3 separate regions of the Sus scrofa genome follow, and regions 2 and 3 are each linked to region 1. Evidence: chromatin contacts called from public HiChIP or PLAC-seq data. All regions are on one chromosome and are shown on one strand. Each heading gives the region's core, a stretch centred on a gene start, on an enhancer-like site or on the middle of the called end of the contact. The rest is flanking DNA. Distances are from core to core; before and after follow the strand shown. Region 1 overlaps POC1B (POC1 centriolar protein homolog B). Region 2 has its middle 120 kb from the start of DUSP6. Region 3 overlaps LOC110260804 (a long non-coding RNA gene).

What was found. HiChIP or PLAC-seq counts read pairs in DNA pulled down with a chosen protein or histone mark.
Region 2: an H3K27ac HiChIP or PLAC-seq map of alveolar macrophages shows a contact between it and region 1. The contact joins two enhancer-like sites. A contact is called at or near these places in 1 of 47 Hi-C or Micro-C datasets (skeletal muscle) and 2 of 2 datasets of contacts at active chromatin or transcription factors (alveolar macrophages and skeletal muscle).
Region 3: an H3K27ac HiChIP or PLAC-seq map of alveolar macrophages shows a contact between it and region 1. The contact joins two enhancer-like sites. A contact is called at or near these places in 11 of 47 Hi-C or Micro-C datasets (adipocytes, alveolar macrophages, embryonic fibroblasts and 6 more) and 1 of 2 datasets of contacts at active chromatin or transcription factors (alveolar macrophages).

What each region holds. Positions count from the first base shown.
Region 1 is chr5:93,181,791-93,186,832 of Sscrofa11.1, forward strand. The region is part of intron 9 of POC1B (POC1 centriolar protein homolog B); the gene reads left to right. Among named protein-coding and RNA genes, the nearest start is that of GALNT4, 51 kb to the left of the region's middle. Within about 2 kb of position 2,416, at least 18 of the 83 cell types and tissues checked have an H3K27ac peak or open chromatin away from gene starts, as enhancers often do. A contact at or near this core is called in alveolar macrophages, liver, omental adipose tissue and 1 more, where this site is marked.
Region 2 is chr5:93,424,036-93,429,077 of Sscrofa11.1, forward strand. No RefSeq gene overlaps it. Among named protein-coding and RNA genes, the nearest start is that of DUSP6, 120 kb to the left of the region's middle. Within about 2 kb of position 2,671, at least 16 of the 83 cell types and tissues checked have an H3K27ac peak or open chromatin away from gene starts, as enhancers often do. A contact at or near this core is called in alveolar macrophages, where this site is marked.
Region 3 is chr5:93,378,179-93,383,220 of Sscrofa11.1, forward strand. LOC110260804 (a long non-coding RNA gene) reads right to left here. Exons shown (of 3, transcript XR_002344275.1): 1 at 4,972-5,042; 2 at 4,203-4,370. Among named protein-coding and RNA genes, the nearest start is that of DUSP6, 78 kb to the left of the region's middle. Within about 2 kb of position 2,598, at least 30 of the 83 cell types and tissues checked have an H3K27ac peak or open chromatin away from gene starts, as enhancers often do. A contact at or near this core is called in alveolar macrophages, liver, omental adipose tissue and 1 more, where this site is marked.

The DNA.
Region 1 (5,042 bases), core at 1,166-3,665:
GTGAAATATTGAATTATGTTTAAAGACTTCAAATTCATGTTTGTGAAACCCTCGTCGAGACAAAAGACTATTACTTCTAAAATCACTTAGAATAGTATGAATCAGAATAGAAGTTGTACTGTGTTGATTTAAGATTAGCAAATTTTACTTTGAAGTACTAAGTTTGATGGGTTAGATTTTTTTCAGAGCTTTAGGCAAGGTCAACTTATATGTTATTTTAGAAATATTTGGAATCTAGCAACTCTCTTTTTGAGGTCAGAATTCTTGATTAAAAGAATAAAAATGTATCACTAGAAGATAGGAAAGAAATGGCGTCTAAATGATCTAATTTCGCCACCTTAACTCTTTTTACAGTAACCACAAGTATTTCATTTCTGGGTTTGAAGATAACATAGCCTTCCTATGATTTGTCTTTTATTATGTTTTCTATGAGGCTCATCTGCATTGCATAATCTCAGTCTTCTGGGTAAAAATGTTCAGCCTTTTACAAAAGCCACTTGTTTGCCAGCCTTAATGGCGCCGCTTGTTGGAAGGTTCTGGCGTCTTAGACCTTGGGAACCAGCTGAGTACAAATATAAATCACCAGTTCCTACATGGACAGAACGGGTGAGCGCCCAATTGCTTTTAGAATAAATGAGAGAAGAAGGCCCCGGGGAAGAAGGCGAGAAGCACCAAGTCCTTTCGGCCTTGTGAGACCGACCCCTCTCCTTTCTGCGTATCTAACCTCAAGTCTTTGCAAGGCTCCTGGCCCGGGCACTCCATCTTAATCAACACCTAAGAGCAGGTTCTTTCTTGTGGGAAAGACGCCCACTTTCCAAACAAAGTGTCTTAACCCTGCCTGGATTGTGCATGGGAGCGTCACCTGTTCACGCGGACTTTGTCTTCTTCAGACCGTCACAAGCTACACTGCACAGTCCAGCCCCCAGACAACACCCAGCTTTCCTTCCTTCCGGAGGAGCTAACTTAGTGTGTGTGTCTGTCACTTTTCTCCCAGCAGTGCCCTACTGTTCTGCATATTTTGGTGGGAGGCCATAGAGCCATTCTAAGGGATAGTGGTAGATCTTGATGATGGAAAGGCATTAAAATAGCTCTTCCAGGAGAATTGCAGAATATTGTAAGAAGGGGTTATGGTTAGTTAAAAAGCTTTTGTTAATAAAGTAATTGTTTTGATGGCTCCTAATTTTATAATGGCTACTTGAGATTACCTTAGTCTGTAAATTGCATGGGAAATTCTGTACAATATTCAGCAAGAAGGAAAACTCCCTTTAACATAACCAAATAGTTATTATATAAACAATAATAATTTGTAGTAGTCAGGGCATGGTTCATGGTTAAAAACTATAAGCGATCCATTTGAGTCTTGGACTCTGAGATTGAGCTTTTATCTCAACCTTCTATAAAGGTGAAAACATAATTTATGATAAAAATAACCACTCTTCTACCAATTTTGTGTTTTAGTTCTAGCAGTGGTATATGTCTATATTGTTTTGGGCCTTAGAAATGTTCTTTAGAGATTACATTATCATAATAATAGCAGTAATAATAATCTAACATATGCATCATTATTCTAATTGCCTTACATAAACTGTCATTAAATCATCCTAAAAACTCTGTCACATAAGTACCATTTTCATCCCATGAGAAACTGAGGCGCATGTGAGTTAAATCTTAAAGTGGCGGTATGAGAATTTCAACCCATTCACTCTGGTTCTCTTCTGTACCTTCAACGATCTTGATGCAGTGCCTCATTAGAATCAAAATTTAATTTCATCTTGTTAGCAGATAATACGTGTTGGACCCTGTACTAGCTTTAGAGCATGCCGCAGTGCGCAAGATGGGCATGGTTCTTGTCCTTCAGCATTTGTTAGGAGCAGGGTTTGAGCTCATGGACGCCTCGACGTGATGGACACTCCAGAACCTCAGAGCGGGGTGGCATCTGTGAGGTCATGTACCCCCACCCTCCCTTGCCTGAATGCATGAATCTCTTGCTGGGTGACGGAGAACTCAGCTCCCCATAAGGCAGCCTCCTCTGTTTCAAGGCCCCTGTAGTTATGGAAGGGTTCTTTCCTTTAATCAAAATGGAGAGCTAGAAGGTCCTATTCATATTCTCGGAGGTCAGCCTGCAGAGAACTTTAGTGCACGTGTCACTACCTCAGCACCTGCTCATTATGGAGAAGACCGTACGCTTTTACTTAGTAGTAATTTCCTGCTTCATCTTAACGCACGTGGCAGCAGCTGCCACAATTCGGCAAGATATCGAAGCTCAAGGATTTCTCTATGAGAGATGCTGACCATTTCCATGTGACTTAGATTCTTTTGGAGCAGCTGCCGTTTCAGATGGCAAAACCAGATTCTCTTTCTCATTGGGAAACCCTTTCATGTCTACACTAGGTGGCAGTAGAGAAAAGAGAATAACAAGCCTCTGGCCATCTAGCTCAAGATTCAAAGGAAAAGTGAGTCGGCCTCAGGTTTCACCTTTGCCTCAACTCTGGATTCAGAGCTGATAGGAAGGTGGCTGTGCGTTCAGCTCAAGGAGCAGCCAGAAACATAAGTGCTGGCAGGCTGGGCAGATAGTCCTGCATGGTTCTGATTCCTTCTTTTACTGCAGGGTGGCAATTATTGGGTGTGTACATCTCTCCCTCGTACACAACTGGCTGGATAAATATAAGAAACGCTTAATATTTCCAAAGCTAGAGCTCTACTCATCAAACTTGATAAGTGCTATCTATCTACCTGTTTGTTTGTTTTGCTTTTGGGGGCTATACTCACAGCATATGGAGGTTCCCAGGCTAGGGGTTGAACTGGAGCCACAGCTGCCAGCCTACACCACAGCCACAGCAATGCAGGATTCGAGCCACGTCTGCAACCTACACCCCAGCTTGAGGCAACGCCGGATCCTTAACCCACTGAGCGAGGCCAGGGATCGAACCCTCATCCTCATAGATCCTAGTCGGATTCATTATAGCTGAGCCACAGGGGAACTCCTGATAAGTGCTGTTTAAATCATTCCACTCCTCTTACCATCAGCTCAGCCCTTCTTACCACAGTCCCTGACTGTTGCAGTGTTGTCCTCACTGTTCTCCCTGCTTTATTCTTGACACCCTGCTTGCCCCTGTCAGAGTAATCTTCTTAGAGCACATTCGCGCCTCCAGTGTTTCTGGGCCTTCCCACGTTCCGTCACCCCCACGATTTGACCCTCGCCAACCACTCTTGCTGCTGCCCAGTGCACAAGTATCGTGTCCGCGTTCTGCCTCTATGCCCCGAGCTGCACGTACCCTCATCTCTGTCTCTCTCTTTGTTTTCTAAACCTTTTTAAAAGGAACTCTCTCAGGCTCCGTTTCCTCCATGGGAAGCCTTTCTCACCAAGTGTTCAGTCAACAGTTTCTCCTTTGAGGTTCACCAGGGCACTTGCTTTTGGCACCATTTATTTGATACCAAGTTCCACTCCTTAAGCTGCCCTTGTTTACGTCTTTGTATTCATAATGTTCAATAAATAATTAGTGATCATGTGATTTCTTTCTTTCTCTCTCTCTCTTTTTTTTTTTTTTCTCTCTGAATTCTGAAATAACCACCCTCAGAGTCAGTGGCTACCCTAGTTGGTTATTCCCTTGCTTTTCTTTTTAATTTTACTATAAATGTTTAAATCAGTGATTAGATATTTTTTCATTTTGGATAATTTTAAACTTTATTTGAAAAAATTTTTTTTCCTTCTGTTTTTAGAGCCGCACCCATGGCATATGGAGGTTCCCAGGCTAGGGGTCTATTTGGAGCTGTAGCTGCCAGCCTACACCAGAGCCACAGTAACGCAGGATCTGAGCCGCATCTGCGACCTACACCACAGCTCACAGCAACGCCGGATCCTTAACCCTCTGAGCAAGGTCAGGGATTGAACCCACAACCTCATGGTTCCAAGTCGGATTCATTTCCACTGTGCCACGATGGGAATTCCCTTAAACTTTATATAAATAGAATCATACTGCATATATTTTTCTATAGCCTGCTTTTTCACTTAACACTAAAATCCTGAGATTCATATGAATTTCATTCATTTTCACTGCTGTATAGGATCCCAGTGAATTTACTACAGTAGTAATTCTCGTGATTTGTGAATCTCTTCTACTCTTGATGAACATTTAGGGATTTCTGACTGTGATTTGTGTTCATTTTTGCCATTACAAACTTTGTTGCTATAAACAGTGTCAGCATCACTAAGCTTTTTAGCTTTTGCAATCTAATGGGTATTAAGTAGCATTTTGCTTTAATCTTTCCTTTTCTAATTACTGCTAATGTTTCTGAAAATCTCTCCATAGTCTAGATAACTCTTAGATTATAATTTTTACTTGGGATTGCCATTCTTTGCACGTTGATTAGTAGGTTTTTCTTATATATATTGTAGCTATTTGTCCTTTTTCAGTTTTAGACGTAGAATCTCTTCCTGTTCCATTATCTGATTGTTAACTTTGTGGTTTCCATTGTTAAACAGAAATCCTTAATTTTAATGTAATCAGATGGATCAATTTTTTTTTTTTTTTTGCCTTATGGTTTTCCTTTTCGAAGCTTTTGTTTAAGACGTCTTTCTCTACCCTAAGCCAGAAAGATATTTTCCTACATTTACTCCCATAAATTTTACAGTTTTAAATAACTTCTAGGTATCTAATTTATCTGCTGTCCATCTTTGTATGTAATATTAGGCAGGGATCATTTATTGAACTAGTTTTCTCAGGTAAAAATCATCTTTCCTCTTCTGACTTGTGACATCGCTTTTCTTTTGTATTTCTTTTCTGTATATACAGGGCTCTGCTTCTGAGCTCTTGATGGTACAACCTTCTATTTATGTGAAACTTCTTTATTGACTTTACATGAGTTTTTTTTTTTTTTTCATAGATGTCTTATGCATCTTTGTTTTTTCGGATGTATTTAAAAATTTTATGATATTGTAAATGTTTTTTTTTTAATTTACATTTTCTAATTGCGTACTGAAATGCAGACATACACTTGGTTTTCCTGTATTGATTTTGGATCTAGTAAACTGCCTTATTTGT
Region 2 (5,042 bases), core at 1,421-3,920, 240 kb after region 1:
TCTAATCAGAGCTGTAGCCGCTGGCCTACACCACAGCCACAGCAATGCAGGATCCGAGCTACGTCTTTGACCTATACCACAGCTCATGGCAACGCTGGATCCTTAACCCACTGAGTGAGGCCAGGGGTTGAACCCACAACCTCGTGGTTCCTAGTCAGATTTGTTAACCACTAAGCCATGAAGGGAACTCCCAATTTTTTTTTTTTTTCCTACTGTACAGCATGGTGACCCAGTTACACATACATGTATACATTCTTTTTCCTCACGTTATCATGCTCCATCATAAGTGACTAGACATAGTTCCCAGTGCAACACAGCAGGATCTCATTGCTAATCCATTCCAAAAGCAAGAGTCTGCATCTGTGAACCCCAAGCTCCCAATCCATCCCACTCCCTCCCTCTTCCCCTTGGCAATGATAGGTCATGTGGGTTTTGCTTAAAAGGGTCCAAGTCTGACTTTGGTTCTGTATCTGCAATATGGCTCTCCACCTCTACCCAGCAGAGTCATCTCACTCTCAGTTGTTAAGCCTAATGCTTCATTCCCTGGCCAGAGAATCTGATTTGCTCAGCTAAATTATGGATGCTTTCTCCTCAGGGAGGCTGTTTACACATCAGTTTAGGTGGTGGGTGTCATTTGGTGCAAACAGGGTGGATTCTTTGAAAATGAGCAGCCAGCCAAGATTGGGATCTTAAGGACAGCATTCTCTCCTAGCATCTTTGTCCTTGTTCTTATTTGCTTCGAAAGGCTCCCCCGATAGATTGTGACCATAAGTGACCCAGGAGTTCTGGGCTTTGGTGGTTTTCATTATTTTGTGCCTGTACTTAATTAAAAATGCTGCTTCTCTCTAAATGCCTTATTTTTCCAGTCTGCTTTAATTCTAGGGTGGGAATCAAGTACTATGGACTGAATGACTGTTGTCTCCAAATGTGATGGTTTTAGAAGGTAGGATATTTGCAAGGCAAATAGGTTTAGATGAGATTATGAGGGTGGAATCCCATGATAAAACAAGTGCCCTCATAAGAAGGGACACGAGGGAGCTCACGTCCTTCCTCTCTCTGTGCACACATGCCAGCGAAAGTCTGTGTGAGCACACAACCAGGAAGTGACCATCTACAAAGATGGGTCCTCACTATGAACCAATCCTGCTGGCACCTTGATCTTAGACTTCCCAGCCTCCAGAACTGGGAGAAGATAAATGCCTGCTGTTTAGGCCATTCAGTTTGCGGTGTTCTGTCATAGCATAGCCCAAGGTGACTAAGCCACCAAACAAGAATACTTTTGCTTCCATTTTATAGACAAAGCCCTCAGTAGTTAAATAGATGGGTCAGGCCACTCAGCCAGAGCCAGGATTCAAAGTCTAGCCTCGCTGGCCCCCAAACCATTGCCCTTCCACCACAGTTCTCTGCTTTATGCTGTCTCACATATGTTAAAAAAAAAAAAAAAGAAAAAGAAAACCCAACCCCATGTGTGAAGAGTAAGTTTCAGATATTTTCACCATCAAGTCAGAGTGTTTAATTCAGTTGTGAGGGAACCTCACAAAACTTAGTTCATGATGGAGTTCCTGTTGTGGCGCAGTGGTTAATGAATCCGACTAGGAACCATGAGGTTGCGGGTTCAGTCCCTGCCCTTGCTCAGTGGGTTAACGATCTGGCGTTGCCGTGAGCTGTGGTGTAGGTTGCAGACGCGGCTCGGATCTTGCGTTGCTGTGGCTCTGGCGTAGGCTGGCGGCTACAGCTCCAATTTGACCCCTAGCCTGGGAACCTCCATATGCCGCGGGAGCGGCCCAAGAAATAGCAACAACAGCAACAACAACAACAAAGACAAAAAAAGACCAAAAAAAAAAAAAACTTAGTTCATGTTTATAAGTTAGTCAGGAAATTTTCCTTCTCTTTTAGTTTTTTCCCCCACCAGCAGAGCTTCTAATAAATGCAGTCATTTCAGTCTTTGATATCATAATTATGAAGTTCAAAAGTAAAGTTTATTTTAATTTTGTTTGACCTTGAAATGTATCTTGGATTCAAGCTTTATCAGAGGGAATATACATAAAGCTGTTTGCAAGTGGGCTGTTCTCCAAGTCTGGTCTTTTTTTTTTTTTTTTTTTTCCTTCAAGCTATTGGGTAACCAGTGGCCTTTTAGAATTTCCCCCAATTAACATATAATTAGATACGGTACTCTAGATTTATGGCTTCCTAACTTTGGAGAGGCAACAGAACAAGAGCTCCCAAGTGGGAGTCTGGAGACCAACATTTCAGCTTGGGCTCTGCTTCTTAATAACTCTGTGACCTTGAGGAAATCCTGTCTGCCCACCGAGCCTCAATTTCCTAACCCATGAAAGGGACTGATCAGGCCTCAATACCTCACAGGAATGTTGTGAAGATAAAATAATGTATGGGAGAGCACTTTGTAAACTGAAAGGTAATGGAGAACTGTAAGTCGATATTATTATTTATTTTATGAGCCAGAAGAAATCAAAGCTCTGGTTTCATTGCCAGGAGGATTTTCCTCACAGATCTAATTCTTAAAGCTTGGCTTTGCTGAGTTAATGAGTACTTTCCAAATAAAGATCCCTTTTACTGCTTTGATTTTTGTGAACTTCCCTTTACTCTGATTCAAAGTCACATGGGAAGGTGCTCTTGTAAAGCCATTGTTTAATTTAGACTTTTCATACTGCGTGTATGTCCGGCTATTCTCTGGTTTCAGTCTCCAAGGAGCCTCTGAGGGCAGGCCCTGCTTCTTTCCCTTACATATAGTTTGGCAGCAAATGAGATGTTTTCAATAGAGATGAAAAAACTTGCAGTATGCAACCTGTCACCTCAAGGAAGAAGCACATCCTGTTCTAAAGAAGTTGCCTCAGAGCCGGCCTGGGGACTATGCTGGTGTTTTTACCTATGACTCAGGCAGTAGCCTGAGAAGATGTTTTAAGGAGAGAGCTGTTACATGATATTGTTGTAAGAATGCGAGAAGCCACCATACAGAGCTCTTTATTTGGGTAACTTAGACGTCTAGTCAGGACTCAGTTCTGTCCAGTGTGCCTGAAACTTTTCAGGCAAATACACAGGGAAAATGCAAAGTTGATTTTTAAAAGATCATTAGGTGTAAGCAGATATGCTTTAATTTTAATCTCCTGTGTGCAGGAATTAAGGCAATGAGTAGTTGACTTATTCTTTCTAAAGTCGCTTGTGTGGTTCAGTTGGAGCCAATTACTTCAAGTTTTTGTATTAAAGTTCACCTGCTAATTGTGTTCTAATCTTGTTCTTCCTAAGTTTTTGGCACTCAGGCATTGGAACCTGGGGATGGAACATGAGGGCATTTTAAAGAAATGAAGGGGGTTTTATAACCACAATTCCACTGTCATGGTTTGAGGCACTATAAAAGGTGGAAGGGTTGAACGCAGTCTCTTCATATCTGCTGTCTCTTGCCTTTTGTGTTGTATTTTGACCGAACTCTGAGATAATAGTTTTGGTAGCAGAGAGTTTGTTTCTCTCCATCTAGGGACCTTGGCAGAGTCCCACAGTACCAGGGCAATAGGCACAGTGCTCAAAGTGTCCCATCAACGGCGATTTTCTCCTCTCTTCTCCCTCTTAATCCATTGCCTGGGGTTGAATTTGCTGTGTCAAGCCATAGGATAGACAAATTGTCCACAGGGATAACATGGTTGTCAGCCACTTCCTAAAACCCACATCTGAGTGGTAGTAAATGCAGGCCTGAGACTCTAATATAACTCATGGTTCTATTTTCTGTCTCTCAAACAGTGACTTTCTTTATGAGTTATAGACAAAAGTGAAAATTAGCCATAATCAAATACGAAATTTGGGATCCCGAGGCCAACAAATCTTAGTGTTCCCATATTAAAGAGAAGCAGGATTTTGTTTTTTCTTATCCTAAGTCCCAGTTTTCACTAGCACCACACTATTTTTTTTTTTTTTTTAATAATCAGAGGCCTGGATGATGGGAAAAGTTCTGTAATATGCATGCTATTGCCCTACAATCAAACTTTTAATGTGGTCAGTTCTTTGCAAGCTCCATTGTAAGACTCTCCGGGATTCCCCAGGTGCCATCTGACATGAGTGCATGAACAGGTACAGCCAGGAATGATCACCTTATCTGTCACTTAGACATATTCGGAGACCAAATGACCTAATACCAGACTTGTTGCAGCTTCACTGGCCTCCCCCTTGCTGTGCCTTAAACACTCCAGAAAGTTCTCCCCACCACCTGACACTCTTTGTCTGCCTTCCCTATTTAGTTTTCTACTACATATGTACCACCAACTAACCCTCCCTGTATTTTACTTGCTTATAGCATTGACTGGTCGTCTCCCCCTGCTAGAAGGTAAGCACTAGTGGGACAAGGACTTCTTTTTTGTCTGTTTTATTCAGAGCTGTATCCCTAGTGCCTCGAACAGACCCTGGTACATAGAAGCCCTCCACAAATATTTGTTCAGTTAGTTCAGGATAACTTAACAAATGGAAGCCATTCTTAGTGAATGGATAGGATCTCTTTGTACGAGTACAGGTACATGATGATTCATTCATTCAACAACTGTTGGTTAAACACAAAGAGAGCCAGCACTACCCTTGTTAAGGGTGGAGCCAGAAACAGAACAGACATGGCCCTGTCCTCCGGGACTTCATTGTCCTAGTGCTCTAAGCATTACACCCAGTGGGTATTTCTAATTGTGGAAAAGTCAAAGACTTCTTTTCATAATAACTTAAGTGGGAACTTTAATTGAAATTTTCAGAACCTCTAAACATTATATCCTAAAACCTTAAATGAATTAAGTGTATTTATCATTGTTATTTTCAAAATATATTTAAGGTAGAATTAGAAAATTATACTCTGTTTTTAAACTTGTGAAAGAAAAGAGTTCTAAACATCTCCCTGGATATCGAGCTTTGTGTTTTATATATTTTTTCTGATCCTAATGACCAAATCAACCTCTTATTTAAAATTACATATGATAACCGTTAGATACACAGCAATGCATGATGACGGATCAAAATGTTACTCAAGCTTCTTCCTGATTTTAATTTTATGATAT
Region 3 (5,042 bases), core at 1,348-3,847, 200 kb after region 1:
AAACTTTTATTGAAAAAGATACATGCACCCCTCTGTTCAAGGCAGCACTATTCACAATAGCCAAGACATGGAAACAACCTAAATGTCCTTTGACGGATGACTGGATTAAGAAGATGTGGTACATATGCACAATGGAATACTACTCAGCCATAAAAAGAACATGGATGGAACTAGAGACTCTCATACTAGGTGAAGTAAGTCAGAAAGAGAGACAGATACCATATGATATCACATATCTGGAATCTAATATACAGTACAAATGACTATTTCTACAGAAAAGAAACAAACTCATGGATTTGGAGAACAGACTTGTGGTTGCCGAGGGGCCGGGGGAGGGACTGGGATGGACTGGGAGTTTGGGGTTAGTAGATGCAAACTGTTGCATCTGGAGTGGATAAGCAATGAGATCTTTCTGTATAGCAGAGGGAACTATATCTACTCACATGCGATGGAGGGTAATGTGACACAAAGAGAATATATATATATATATATATATATACACATATATATACACACACACACACGCATGCACACACACACACATATACACACACACACATATATATGACTGGGTCACTTTGCTGCACAGCAGAAACTGCAAAACAATGTAAATCAACTACAATAGAAAAAATAAAAACCTAAAAACATAAGAATTATGGTGAACCATAAATGGAACAAAAAGCCCGCTAGAGGAGGTGTCAGGAAGATTGAGTTCTCACTTGAGTTCTGTTGTTAACCATTTCTATGATCTTCATAGAATACTTCTTGATCTCTTTCCTCACCTGTGAAATAATACATTAGAGGAGTTCCCGTCGTGGCTCCGTGGTTGACGAATCTGACTAGGAACCATGAGGTTGCGGGTTCAATCCCTGGCCTTGCTCAGTGGATTAAGGATCCGGCGTTGCCGTGAGCTGTGGTGTAGGCTGGCGGCTACAGCTCTGATTCGACCCCTAGCCTGGGAACCTCCATATGCCATGGGAGCCGCCCAAGAAATGGCAAAAAGACAAAAAAAAAAAAAAAAAGAAAGAAAAGAAATAATATGTTAGAGCTCCAGAATCTATGGCTCAGAGGATGCCATTTTGTATGATTCTGTAGAAGCATATATGTAGCTTTTGTAAATAGAAATAAAAGTGCAAGGGGCTCCTTGTCAGTAGGTTATGCTCTCAGGATTAAGCTGTGGTTTCGGTAAGGGATTTGATCCAGTCCACCTACATGTTCTCTTACGTGGTTCTTCTTGGAGACAGGGCAGACAATTCTCTTTCCCACTTGTGACGAGGCATTCTGTCTATGAGTATTGTTAACTTTGGTCTCCCTGGCATTCGCCTTGAAATGATTAAATGAATAATGTGGCAAGTGCGGTTGCCACAGAGTTTATACCCAATAATGGCCCCAAAGAGTTACACATGGCTGCTCCTTGACCCAGTAAAATGCAGTTATAAAAATCCACCAGGCAATTGGAAGCTGTCAAAAGTCATTTCTCAATGAGTCATTTGTCTCTGTTAACAAGAATGAGTTAGGGACAAGTGGAAAATATTTGTTATTTTAAGGCAGCTAAATTTCAACAGATGAGCAAAAAGTTGTCATTCCACACTTATGAATAACAGTTGGTTATTTTGAAACCAACAGCCCTTGCTTCCTTCAGGCGTGCTTATGAATGCTTATCACTCAGACAACTTGTTAGTTACCAGTTTCCCAAAGCAGAGACGGAGAACCACCCTCTGCTACGGATGCGAAGCCGGAAAATGGGGGGATGCAGGAGGAGAGTCAGGTATAATCAGACTGGAGGAGCCCAGCCTGGATTTTGCTCTTTTCCCAAGCCCCTCTTTCATCTGTAAAGTGAAGTTGTTTTTAGAGACTCCCTCAAGATCACGTCTGCTCTAAATATCTGTGACTTATGAACTCAGTGGCCTTAAGTAAGTGGTAAAATCTCAGTATCTTCCTGTTGATTCATTTGTTTGTAATAAACTTTAATCAACACATGATATCCCTAACTATGTAGTTACGGATACTTGGCTTTGTGATGTGGGCAAGATAAACTCCTGACTTCTGCATATTAAATTATTCTTAATTAGCAATTGAAGTACATTCATCAGATAATTGCTCACCGTTTGAAATCTTTATCTATAGAAGGGTTATTGACCTGTTTTCCATTGGAGATGAACTTTGTAAGCTTTCTGTGAGTGTGAGATAAGAGTCTACGAGCATGTACATATTCTAAAGAAAATACAGGAGAAAAAGACTCTTAGAAAATCTCAACTCTTCTCGTATGAATAATCATATTCTCCGCAGCTTAACAGTCTAGAAATCTTTTTATTTTTTTTTTAAAGTACTGGACTGAAGATTCCGAGGGAGCCAATGGCTATAAGCCATAGTGCTATGGCAGTTAATGTGTAACATACAGCTTCCTGGTGAATGGATCAGAAATAACTCCATTACACTTAAAAAGGCAGTTTATTTGCCAGGTTTTATGTGTACAATTATGAAAGGGTTTTCAGCATTTAGAGTCCAACCCTTGGAATTATTGCAGAGAGCCTCGTCATAGCTATAGCTGTACAGAGGCCAAGATCCCCTGGGGAGGGTGAAATAGCCAAAGACTACCACGTTGGCTGAGCAAACACTTCCTGCTTTCTCTAAGGTGACTGATTATTCCAAAAGGCTGGGACTACCTGAGAGATAGCTGTGGTGAGAGAGCTACCAGGTTAATAAAGAAGGGATTCAGGCATAGGCCCTGGGGTGAAAGGTTAAGAGGCATGGTTTACATAGAAGCTTTATTTAGTTATCACTCAGAGGTCTGTTCAAGGAAACTGTCTTGCGCAATAATTAAGATCACAGTTTGGACTGAATGAGGGCTCTGCACCGAAGGGCAATACCTCTTTATTGATTAGGATTTCGTTTTACTTTGAATAAGCAGATCCATGCATGTGAACAATGACAAAGCCTAAGTCCCATTGTTAAATGAAATTACGACCTTCCTAAGTACCTCATTAGCTCTTCTTTCCAGAACCCTAAACCTTCCTCAATCAACAAGTTCATATACTATCTCAGTTTCCCTGTGGGAAAGGCTCTAAGCTAGCCTAAATATTTGGGGACTTTTTCAAATATCTAGTTGAAATCGGCATTACTTTAGCAGAAATTTCCATTTTCTCTTTGAAGAGCTTAAAGATCTATAGTATTTCCTTATTTTTTCCTTTTTGATGGGGAAGCCACCTTTGTGTGTGTGTGTGTGTGTGTGTGTGTGTGTGTGTGTATGTGTGTGTGTGTGAAGGTATAATGTTGAAATGATGTCTGTGTCTGTAAATAGTCAAGCAGATGCCTCCTTTTTGGGTATTTTCCCCATTTTTGAAAACAGCGGATCACACAATATTACTTATACAAACAAACATCCAACCTTTATAACTGCAAACATGAGGACAATCTGCTAATTGCTGTTTTCTTTTGCCATAACACCTATGTGTGTGTATCTGACTCAGAAGCCAGAGATCACAATAGCTCGTTTCACACAGTGAATTTCTAGCTACTTAAAAAGGAACACCTCCAAACCTAATTTGATTTATGCAGATGAGCTCCCTTCCAAAATTTCAGGAATCTAATCTTTGCAAAAAGCTAGGTATAAGTAACAGTTTGGGAGAGGAAGCTGTCTGTTCCAGAGCTGCTCAGCACTTAATGGGTGACCCAGTGCTTTCTAAACATCTGTTCTTTCTGTGTGGTCTGGAGGAGGCAGGTGGTATCCTAGAATTACAGATGATGAGTCAGATAAAAATATGGTGGGTGTGTCAGAGGCTGTAAGAACTCACCAAGTATTAATGTACTCCTTTGCTTTTCCCAGGCTCCCTTGCAGTTAAGCTTAGAGCTATATGAATAGTTGTGGCCAATGAAAAGTGAGAAGAAGTGCCATGTGTGTCATGTTTGCACTAAGACCTTAAGAGATGGCCTGCTTCCTTCAGTTCTTTTTTCCCTCAGCGTTCCAGATGGCACAGCTATGAGACAGCGATCTGAGGCAGAAACACATTTTTCCTGGGTTAAGCCATTGAGATTTGGGGTTTGCTATCATAGCAGCGAGCATTAATTACCCTGATTAATACCGTAAGTGATACTCCTTCAGTTAGAAAGTTGTTGGAAAAGCTGGGGCCATTATCTAGATCAAGAAATCACAAATCTGAAAAAAAAAAAGAGCCATATGTCTGAATCACAAAGAGCCTCACCTGGACATCTTGAAGAGCATCGGAGGGAATTCTGATCAGCTCCACTGCCGAGCAAATGATGAAGAACTGCAGGAGCTTCGATGTACGTGGTTTTCTTACACTTAGAAGGAAAAAGTTTATGCTTGAGCTCGGTCCCGTCACTACTTTTTTTCATATAACTTCTTGGAGCTAGAGAAGAAAGGAAAAGCAAAGCAAAACATGCAATTTCATTACGCTCCCTAATGGACATAATTGGTAACATGTGTACCTAATTCTGATTACTCATTCTTCTATTCACTTGTCGCTGGTTAATTGAGAGTGGCAGTCCCAATTAAACAACCCCTAGTAGCATGTAATGGCTAATTGTGAGCAGGTTAGAAGCCTCCTTTGTCTTTGAAAAGGTCTCTTAACTCTCCAGGGCATGTCTGCTTTGGATTGAAGTCATACTTTGGTATCGGATGATTTAAAATCAAGAAACTCCTTTAATATTAAGGTTCAAATAAATGAATTTACACCCCATGACATATGTTTAGCAGGTGACGGAGCCCATGTGCTATTTATTCCACTTCGCAGAGAATTACAATGTGGAAGGGATTTAAGTTAGGCCCTAACCAGCCTTGCTGCTAGGGCCAAAAAGTAATGTGGTTAATGTAGCAGGCCTGAGCAAGAAGTGGGTTCATTTGGGTCACTGCAATGACTTCTGATTGAATTCAGGTAATTTCTTCTAAAAAGAGGCCATGGGTCTCTTCTGCTTACTTCTACCTCCAAAACCTCACAACCACTCACTCACTGATTTATGCAGTGACTGTTACCACGTTGCTGGACTAAACAATATTTCTCCAAATGCTTCGGCTCACGGGG